2 separate regions of the Mus musculus genome follow, and region 2 is linked to region 1. The links are chromatin contacts, called in public HiChIP or PLAC-seq maps. All regions are on one chromosome and are shown on one strand. The core of a region is the stretch at or near the end of the contact, and the rest is flanking DNA. Distances in the headings are between cores, read along the strand shown.

What was found. HiChIP or PLAC-seq counts read pairs in DNA pulled down with a chosen protein or histone mark.
Region 2: a contact with region 1 is called in an H3K4me3 HiChIP or PLAC-seq map of embryonic basal ganglia, with 5 times the contacts expected there. The contact joins the enhancer-like site here to the promoter of Metap1 in region 1. A contact is called at or near these places in 2 of 39 promoter capture datasets (cranial neural crest and hippocampal neurons), 1 of 15 datasets of contacts at CTCF or cohesin (the NIH/3T3 cell line), 11 of 484 Hi-C or Micro-C datasets (the 3T3-L1 cell line, the HPC-7 cell line, the STO cell line and 7 more), 13 of 115 datasets of contacts at active chromatin or transcription factors (bone marrow-derived macrophages, cardiomyocytes, embryonic basal ganglia and 10 more) and 2 of 9 other capture datasets (adipose tissue and liver).

What each region holds. Positions count from the first base shown.
Region 1 is chr3:138,487,078-138,491,737 of GRCm38.p6, reverse strand. Metap1 (methionyl aminopeptidase 1) reads left to right here and starts at 2,356. Exons shown (of 11, transcript NM_175224.4): 1 at 2,356-2,480. The coding sequence starts at 2,367. Gm32553 (a long non-coding RNA gene) reads left to right here and starts at 3,677. Exons shown (of 2, transcript XR_001784010.2): 1 at 3,677-4,660.
Region 2 is chr3:138,912,391-138,917,050 of GRCm38.p6, reverse strand. No RefSeq gene overlaps it. Among named protein-coding and RNA genes, the nearest start is that of Rap1gds1, 160 kb to the left of the region's middle. Within about 2 kb of position 1,915, at least 22 of the 459 cell types and tissues checked have an H3K27ac peak or open chromatin away from gene starts, as enhancers often do.

The DNA.
Region 1 (4,660 bases), core at 1,107-3,606:
GGTCCTCTGCAAGAGCAGGAAGCTCTCTTAAGTGCTGAGCCATCTCTCCAGCCCCTAGAAAAATTTAACATAATACCTTTTATTAAAGATAAGAGCAAATTTGCTCTATTGAGACATGTGTGCTTGTTTATTCTACATAAAGAAATCTAGAACTGGGTGTAGTAGCTCTTGCCTTTAATCCCAGCACTCAGGAGGCAGAAGTGGATCTCTGTGAGTTGGAGGCCAACCTGGTCTACAGAGCAAGTTACAGGACAGCCAGGACCAGGACTACAGAGAGGAAACCCTGTCTAGAAAAACCAAAGAACAACAATGGGGGGGGGGGAGAGAGAGAGAGAGAGAGAGAGAAGAGAGTGGGGGAGAGGGAAGGAAGCTTGGTAGAATATTTGACACTATAGGTCATAAAGTATCTTTAGTTTTTCATAGTTGATTAGTATCTTTTTTTTTTTTTTTTTGGTTTTTCGAGACAGGGTTCCTCTGTGTAGCCCTGACTGTCCTGGAACTCACTCTGTAGACCAGGCTGGCCTCAAACTCAGAGATCCGCCTGCCTCTGCCTCCTGAGTGCTGGGATTAAAGGCGTGTGCCACCACGCCCGGTTTGATTAGTATCTTGATTTATAGTTGTCAATGTTGAGAACGCTGTTTCTCATGGTTCAAATAGCAGAAGTCTCTTTTTGTCTGTTTAAAAAATTGTTGGAAATTCTGTTCAATCCAAACCAAAGACCACTTAATAACTTTTTCAAAATGAAATTAAAGTCAGTAACTCAAAACAGCAATGCCTGGACGCAAATATTCAATTCTCTATGCAGAGTTCTAGCCACTATAGGATTGCTGCTATTGAGGCTAACTCAATCCAAAGACAACCTGATTGGATACATAATGAAGAATGACAGAAGAATACTAGATGTCTCTGTCTTCTGTAAAGAAACCAGGATGTGTTTGTCACTGCCTATGTGACAGCACCCGCAATACAGAGTGTACGTGCAGTGGATGCAGGATCAGACTGCAGAGAAGTCCAATGCACATGCTGAGTGTTGCGTTTAATTCTGAAATAACTTTTGGTTGTTAGGCTGTCAAAAACTGCTTACTATTGCCAAAAATTTTGTTACTCCATATTTAGAAGTTGAGAGCCACAGTTTAGGAAGCTGGGATTTATACAGTTAGATGTCATATACAAACATATACACATATGCAGTCACTAATTTTCTTAAATGTATACATTTTTATTAAAAGTTTACAGTGGTTGGTTATACAGGAAAAGTTATTCAAGAAAACATGAGCTTTTCTGGTGTATTAAGGTGGAAAAGATTTTTTTAAAAGTCACAGCATTCCTCTAGCAACAAACAAACAAAAAAAAAAAATAGAAAACGGCAGTTGTTGTCTACTGATTATGTGTTTGAAAGATTTAGGCTACCGGGTTGTATCTGATAAACTCTAGAGCCTTTTAATTCTCGCATTTCTTTTCTTTTCTCTTTTGGTTTGTTTTCTGAGACAGGGTTTCTATGGGTAACCCTGGCTATCCAAGAACTTACTCTGTAGACCAGGCTGGCCTCCAACTCAGAGAGATCTGCCTGCCTCTAGATCTGAGTGCTAGGTTTAAAGTTTGGCATGCGCTACCACTACCCGGCTAACCCCCCTCAATTCTTGATTGGTGGAATTCGCTCAAACTATAAAATCAGATAATATATATATATTTTAAATCATCGATATTGAACTATCTGGCAGCTACTAGCGCTATGTATTTCAATAGCGGGGTGTGGAAAGACATGAGGAAGAGCGTATTTCAGTCCCATCTCGGTCCATTGATATTTTTTTAAGAATGAGCGTAATTTTTTCTTTCTTTTTTATTTTGAGGAGAACACTGGCAGAGAGAAGCGGAACTCAGAAAAGGGAATTAGTCCCCAAGAAGCTCCCGGCGAACCAAACTGAGGAATCCACGCCCTTCCCAACCACCTGCGAGTGAATGAAACACCGAAGGCTCAAGAATTTCACGCTCGGGGTCCCAACGTCATGGGGTGTAGGATCTCCGCTGACCCCACGTGGCGTCGCCGCCACCGCAAGCCTTGGGGCGGGGCAGGGGAGGCGGCGTAAAGGCTGCCGGGCGGGTCGCCACTACGCGTGCGCGGAGAGGGCGTGGCTGTCAGGGCGGGGGGTCGGCCGAACCGGAGGGAGGGGCGGGGCAGCAGGTGAGCGCGCGCTAAGGGGCGGGGCCCTGGCCGCGCGTGCGCGGAGGGGGGCGGGGGCGCGCTGCGTAGGGGCGGGCCCTGGTCCTCCCGGTCCGGCGCCTAGGCCTGCCATCGGAGCTCCTCCCCGGCTGGGTCCCTCTCCCCGCCCTGTGGCGGTTCCTCCCTCCTCCGGCAGCCAGGCAGCATGGCGGCGGTGGAGACGCGGGTGTGCGAGACGGACGGCTGCAGCAGCGAGGCCAAGCTCCAGTGTCCCACCTGCATCAAGCTGGGCATCCAGGGCTCGTACTTCTGCTCGCAGGTAGCCGCCCACCCCGCGCCCCTCCGGTCCTCCGCCTCTGGGCCTTGTCGCCTCCCGCTCGGGCCTCCGAGCGGCCCGGGCCTCGGGAGCCGGGAGCCCGGCCGCCGGCGCTCTCGGGGGCGGAAGCTGACCTGCGGCGGGTTCGGGCCAGGCCTCCGCGGTCCCGTGGGCGGCCAGGTGTGTGCGCAGGTAGGGACGCGCGGGAGCCGGTAGCCCAAGACCTCCGCCGAGCCGGGGTCGGGTCTGGACGCCGCTGGCCGCGCTCCCGGGGCTTCTCTCCGGTGTCTCTGCAATCCCGGACGGAGACGGAAGCGACCTGCCGGGGCCTGGGGGTGGCTGCAGTCTCCCGTAGAGGAGAGCTGTTTCAGTCTCACTTCTTTTGTGTTTTACTACCGCGCTTTGACATTTAAGTAACTTTGAGTGTAGGCGTGGAGAGAGGTCGGTGTAATTCATTCTTTTCCGTTGGCATCTCAGATTATTAATTTGAGAACCGGTAAGGTAAAGAGATGAGTCACTTCTGTTACTGAAGTTCCTGGAGTAGAAAGGACAGTCCCGCAGGGGTTGTGCTTCAAGGCTCCGACGTAGTTTTTGTGCAACTGAGCAAACCTAGCACTGAGTGGGGCCCTGACAGAAGTGTGTATTTATTGAACAGTATTTGTGTCCCATCGCGTTTCTAGACTCAGAATAATGGCAAGGCAAGTAGTAGATGGTTATTAGGCTCTTAGTTACAATTTGTTGAGGAGAAGAATATAAGTACGTTGGTAATAAACTGACAGGTTCCTGGGAGAGGGGAGTTAATAGGCCAAAGACCTTGGCATGCTAGTTTTTCTGAGAGCTTGAGTAAGTGAAATTACTTAAGTTCCCCAGTTTCAGTGTTACTCTATACAGAGAGAATGAGGGTACCTTTCATTCTGTATTGTACAAGATTGTGCTGACAATGAAATTAAGGAAGACCCTGTAGCCCTATCATTTAGAGACGTTTTGTTTTTTAAAGGATTCCACTACAATTTAATGCTGGTATCTAGATAAAGTTGAAGAAGAATAATTATGTCACCAGTGGTAAGTGATACATGCCTTTAATCGCAGCACTTGGGAGTCAGGCAGGCAAATCTGTCAGTTCTAGGTCAGCCTGGTGTACAAGCAAGTTCCAGGACGGCCAGGGTTCTGGGGTGGGGGCGGGGGTGGGGTGGGGGGAAGAATAGTTATATGAAAATAGCAAAACCAACTATTTTCTAAGATAAAATAGATGGAAAGATAAAATAAGATGAAGCCAATGATTAAAAGCCTTAGCAATTGTAGTAAACCATTGCAAGAGTCCTTCACTATTGTATGATCTTGCCTTTAGAGAGTATATGACCCTTGACCTTGCTGACATCACTTTCCAAGCTTTGCACTTGGAGGAGAGAGACCTGAAAATAGCCTTGGAGCTATTAACCTGGTGCAGGGCCTCTTGTGGCTTTAATGTTTTCCAGTTTAACTTAGTGAGTTCTGTGTGGAATCTGGATTTAAAACAAAAATTTGCTATGAAAATTGTGTGCCATCTGACTAGATCAATGTATATAGTTCGTATTCAGGGGTTTCAAGTTGAGAGGCGCTAGGTGTGGTGGCATACACCTTTAATCCCGGTGCTTTGGAGGCAGAAGCTGGCAGAACTCTACTAGGCCAACCTGGTTTACCTAGTGAATTTTAAGGCCAGCCCTTGCTAAATAATGAGACTCTTATCTCAAAAAAAGAGAAAGAAAACGAACAAAAAATGGCTGGGCTGGAGAGATGGCTCAGTGGTTAAGAGCACTTTCTGCTCTTTGAGGGGACCTAAGTTCAGTTCCCAGCACCACGTGGTTCTCACAAACTTCTCAGGCACCAGGCACATAGCGCACAGGCACACTTGAAGGCAGAGCATCCATACACATAAAATAGAAATGAAATCTTAAAAACCATTGGGTGGCATGCATGGGTTAATGTGTACTGACACTAGCTCCCAAATTGATTATCCAGTACCAAGAGGTCAGCTCAGAAATCACATACACATTAGGATCCTTATATGGACTGAGAAGGTCATATTTATATGTTTACAAACACACACACACACACACACACACAAACACATACACACACACACACAATTACAAAGTTATAGAGGCCATGAAATTAAGAGCAAGGAGGTTTATGGGAAGGGTTGG
Region 2 (4,660 bases), core at 666-3,165, 430 kb before region 1:
AGACTCTGGGAGGCAGGAACTGAAGCCGAGCACATGGAGTAATACTGCTTCCTGGCTTGTTCTCACGCTCCCTCAGCATGCTTTCTTACACAACTCAGGACCACACAGGTGTCCCATAAGCCTACAGGCCAATCTGTTAGAGGGAATTACTTCGTTGCATTTTAGTTATGTTTAGTTAACTAAAAACCCAAGTGACTCATGTTTGTATGAAGTTGACAATAAGCTGCCAACTCATGGCAGTACCCCTACTGAATACTTTGATGCACTTGGCCTGGATAAAAACAGGATCCGGCAAAGTCAAGCTCTCTACTGGCGACATCATCCCACAGTCTGCACTACTAAATCCCCAGGATGACCCAAGCACCTACAGCTTCCACTCTCTAGTCTGCCCTAGGAAAATATACCTCCTTGGTTAAATGGCTGACCAATGAGAAGTTTTGTTCCCACCAGCCAAGGCCCCAGTGAAGAAGACACCCCACTGACAGACTGTTCAGTGGCGTGAGGCACACAGAAGGATGTGCACCTGAGAAAGTAACACCCTCGAGGCTCAGGAAGACATAGATCATTCCCCAAGCCTTAAACTATCAAAGGGTACATAGACAGGGAACCTGAAGGTGGCAGTCACACAGGGGCAGTTGCCAAAGCTATTTTCCTCTGGGGTTTGACCAACCCAGGTGGGGAAAGTTCCAGAGCTCCTGACCCCTCTGCTCTACTGGAGAAGACATGTGGCATCAGTGACAGGGATTAAAAGTGCCCTGGTGGCAATATTTCAAGTTATTTATCTAATATCCACCTCCGTTCTCCTTATTTACAGAGCTCTAGTTTTGTTCAGGAGACAATATGACACACTTCCCTGTCTTCCCAGGTTGCTGAACCTGTGCTACACTTCACAGAAATATAGATTCCCAGAAAGAGAAATAGAAAAGGGCAAATTCCTGCTAGAGACAGCCAGCCTTTCCTTTCTCTTCCTTGTTATCAGTGGTGAAGAGCCCCCAGAGAACAGCAGCCCTCCCTTCTTGCCACCACTAAATACCGTGAAGATTGGAGGTAGACCTTAAGGTTCATGGAGAGGAAGTTACACGGAACCCAGATGGTAGGAGCATTCATGAACCAGATAGGACCCTGCCGTTCCAGGAGGGATGCAATAAGCCTAGTCATTAATGCATCAAGATCACTCTAGGGCATCTTGTTCTGCCTGTGGTCACAGCCACAGAACCTGGAACTTCTACATTTCACTCCTCAGGGCCCTTCTGAGTAACACTGGAGATTCACTGGCTCTATACTGCAGAAGCAGAAGACAGGAAACAGTTTGTTAATGGATACATACACAGAATAACAGTGTTGCAAGTGGAGACAAGTCTGGGCTCTAGGTATCCATATGGGAGGGGGAGGAAACAAAAGACCGGGCTTGGAAAACATAGATGGGACCTGAGATGTCTTAATGCTTTGTTATAAACTGGGAAGGGCAAACCCAAGGATTTTGAACAGGAAATTGATTTGTTTGTTTTGTTCCAGAACCAGAGTTGTTGCTAATGGGGAGGTAGGAAGGAGACATGTGTCTCTTCCCGGGAGACTATTCTTGGGTGTCTTCTGTTTTTGTATTTCTGTAGAAAGCCAGAAAAGCTTTTGTTTGAAGTTCTTTTCAAGGCTGTTTAGATAGCAAGCAGGCTTGTATAAGAGATGCAGCAGCTTTTTTTTTTCTCTCTTCCTTATGTACAGGCAAATAAGATGAAGTCTCTCTTGGACAAAACTGGGCCAAGAATGTTTTTAGACCCTTTCATAGGTCTAGGACTGGGCTTTCTAGGCTCATAATACTCAGCTGTGTGTGTAGGACCCACCTGGACCACAGTACCCAGTGGGCCTCAGGGAGAAAGGATTGCAAAAACACCAAGATTTCCTGTGGTGCTGTTGAGCTCGCACAGGAATCCTATGCCTTGTCTCACCACCCCCAGAAGTGAGGCCTGCTGACTTGTGAGGCAGCACCAGTGTAGGCTCGAAGCTGCTTCTCTGTCCTTGTTTCACCTGGACAGGGAGGGAGCTGTGGAGGTGGAGACTGGTGCTGCGGATCGTGAGGTGTGAGGCTAGACAAGAGATGATGGTGGAGTTAACCCTGAGAGAGAACGCATGGACGACAGGCAATGGCTGACTTTCATGGGCTGGCCAAATCAGTGTGGCAGATCTGCAGGGGTGCAATCCAGAGGGCAGGACTTTGTTTCAGCTGAACCTTGGCCTTGGATCAGCAAGCTCTATAAACGAGCAAAGCCCTTGAGCACCTCTCTGTGCTGTGTTAGAGTCCCCAGGAATGCCGACTGCAGGCTTTCTTTAAAAAAAAAAAAAAAGCCAAACTTTATGAATCACTTAGGGAATCAAATTCCTGAAACCTGGGAAGCTGAATTATTAAAGGATTTAAAGGTGAGTCTGTCCTGTTTCTGTGGGAAGTGCTGGCCTGTTAGAAAAAAAAAAAAAACCTAACAGCATTCACACATTCCTAAAAGAAACATGTGTGTTCCTGTCTGTACACCAGCCCATAGGAATCCGAAGAAGAATCAGGAGTCTAAGGGCCAGCCTGGGGTACACAGTGAGCCTCCCTGTCTCAAAAACAAAACAAAAACCTATATAGAGTCACTGAACAGCCTGATGACCATTTCCATGTACATGGACCATTGTTCAGTTTCTATCCTGAAATGTATTTACCCAGAGCCCAGTGTCACTGAGCTCTGACTCAGGGACCCATTATCACTTGCACCTTTGTGTGAGCAGACTTCCTAACCAGGAGCTCCAGGTGTTAGGCTAAGGTAGATACTGTCCCAAGGGATATTCCAGAGACCTTGCTGACCCTCAGAAACTGCCCTCCAGCAAGATAATCAGGACACCTCCTGCCAGTCTTCCTGGGAATGGCCCCAGATATGACCACTGGCCACTTTTTTGTACTCCATCACTGTGGATACGAAACCAAGTCTGTTTAGACATCAGAACCTCTAAGATTTCTGTGGAGCCTGGCAAAGGACGTGGCTGTATCCCTCATCAATGCCTAGACTTCCTCTTCAGCTTGCCATTTGTCAGTGTGTGGTCCACAGCCTCCCCATATGTGACTATTGCTGCCCCTGTGGAAAAGCTAGGTACCCTGTCTTAGGAGCCATTAGATCTATGTGCATCTATTCATTCTTACTATTACTTGACCCAAGGGGCCAAGATTCATGTGAGTGTCATTTCTGCCTCTAAGCATGACAGTGTTGTCAATCGTACCTGGACCTTATCTTCTGCAACAGTGCTATTTCAGGTAGAAGTTATTTGAGAAACCCACTAAGCCTGGAGAAACTCAGAATTTGTTAGCAAACAAATTCTTCAAACATGGAATCCCCACTCATAGCTGCTTCCCACCAGTTTGATGTTTCAATAGGATTAGTAGCATGGCAGGAGCCAGAGATGCTCCAGTGCCCAGGAGTCTTAGATGGTTTCTGTTCACAGCAATCAGGTGTGGGCTATTCTAGGGCCAACTGACAGTAACTGAAATCGTATTATCATTCTCAAAACTAATTTAGAGACAAGTGGAGACAGTTCTCTGTTACAGAATAGAAGCCCATGTTTTAGGAGAAGAGGGGCTCTCTACCCAAAACCAAATAACCCTGATGTCTGATTCACTATTTCAGTTTGGCTGCTCTCAGAGATCATGGACCTGGTGGCTTGAAGAACACATGAATCCCCCATGGTTCCGGAGTCTGGGAAGTCCAATTCAGGGCGCCAGCAAGGGTAGACTCTTTTTGAGGCTTCCATTTCTATGGAGACTCATGGGGGAGGGAAAGAGGCTCTTGTCTCCTCTTCTTTTCATAAAGACTCTCAAGCCATGACCCAACACTCATGACACAAACCTAATTACCCATCAGTGGCCATCAAAATCCCACAATAGGGATTACAGGTTCCACACATGAACTTGGGGGAGTCCACTGAGAGAAAAACTTTGAGTCCACAGCCCTGGAATACGACTGACACAGGGGTTAGCAGCACAGGCCAGACCTGCAGAGCCTGCATTCTGACAGAAAAGATGCTATTCATGTCTGTTCAAATGTGATGTGGTTTTCAAAAGGGAGCCTATACTGGGATTGGAGAGGTGCCTGTGGCATTGAAAGGACTTCCTGAGAAAGCTCTTCAGGACAGGCTAAGACACGAGTAGGATTTAGGGAGTAAGGATGCCTGAACTCTCTTCTGCTTTGCAGAGACTCTACCATACAGGTATTACTACCGCCATACCTTATGAGGTCAGGCACCGAGGACAGGAGGAAGGAAGCAGCCTGACCATGAGAGGCAACAGTGAGAAGCATGTGTCACGTGACAGGCAATATCGAGAAGCATGTGTCACATGACAGGCAACAGTGAGAAGCAGGCATCACATTGAAGGTTCCCTCTGCAGCACAGCAGGAGGAGGAGCCCCGTAAGACCCAGCTTTGTTACAGCGCTTTCCTGACATCCATCTCAGAGCCTAGAAATTAGTAACTGAGAGACGATTTATGGAAAGATGTTTCTAGATTATATCCCAACATTACACCACTTTATGTAAAAACCACGAGCAGCACTAGATTCTGGTATAGATCGATGAACCAAACACAGAAGGTTCAAAGGATGCACCTTGAGAGTTGGCATTAGCTTGGCATTAGCAATCGCT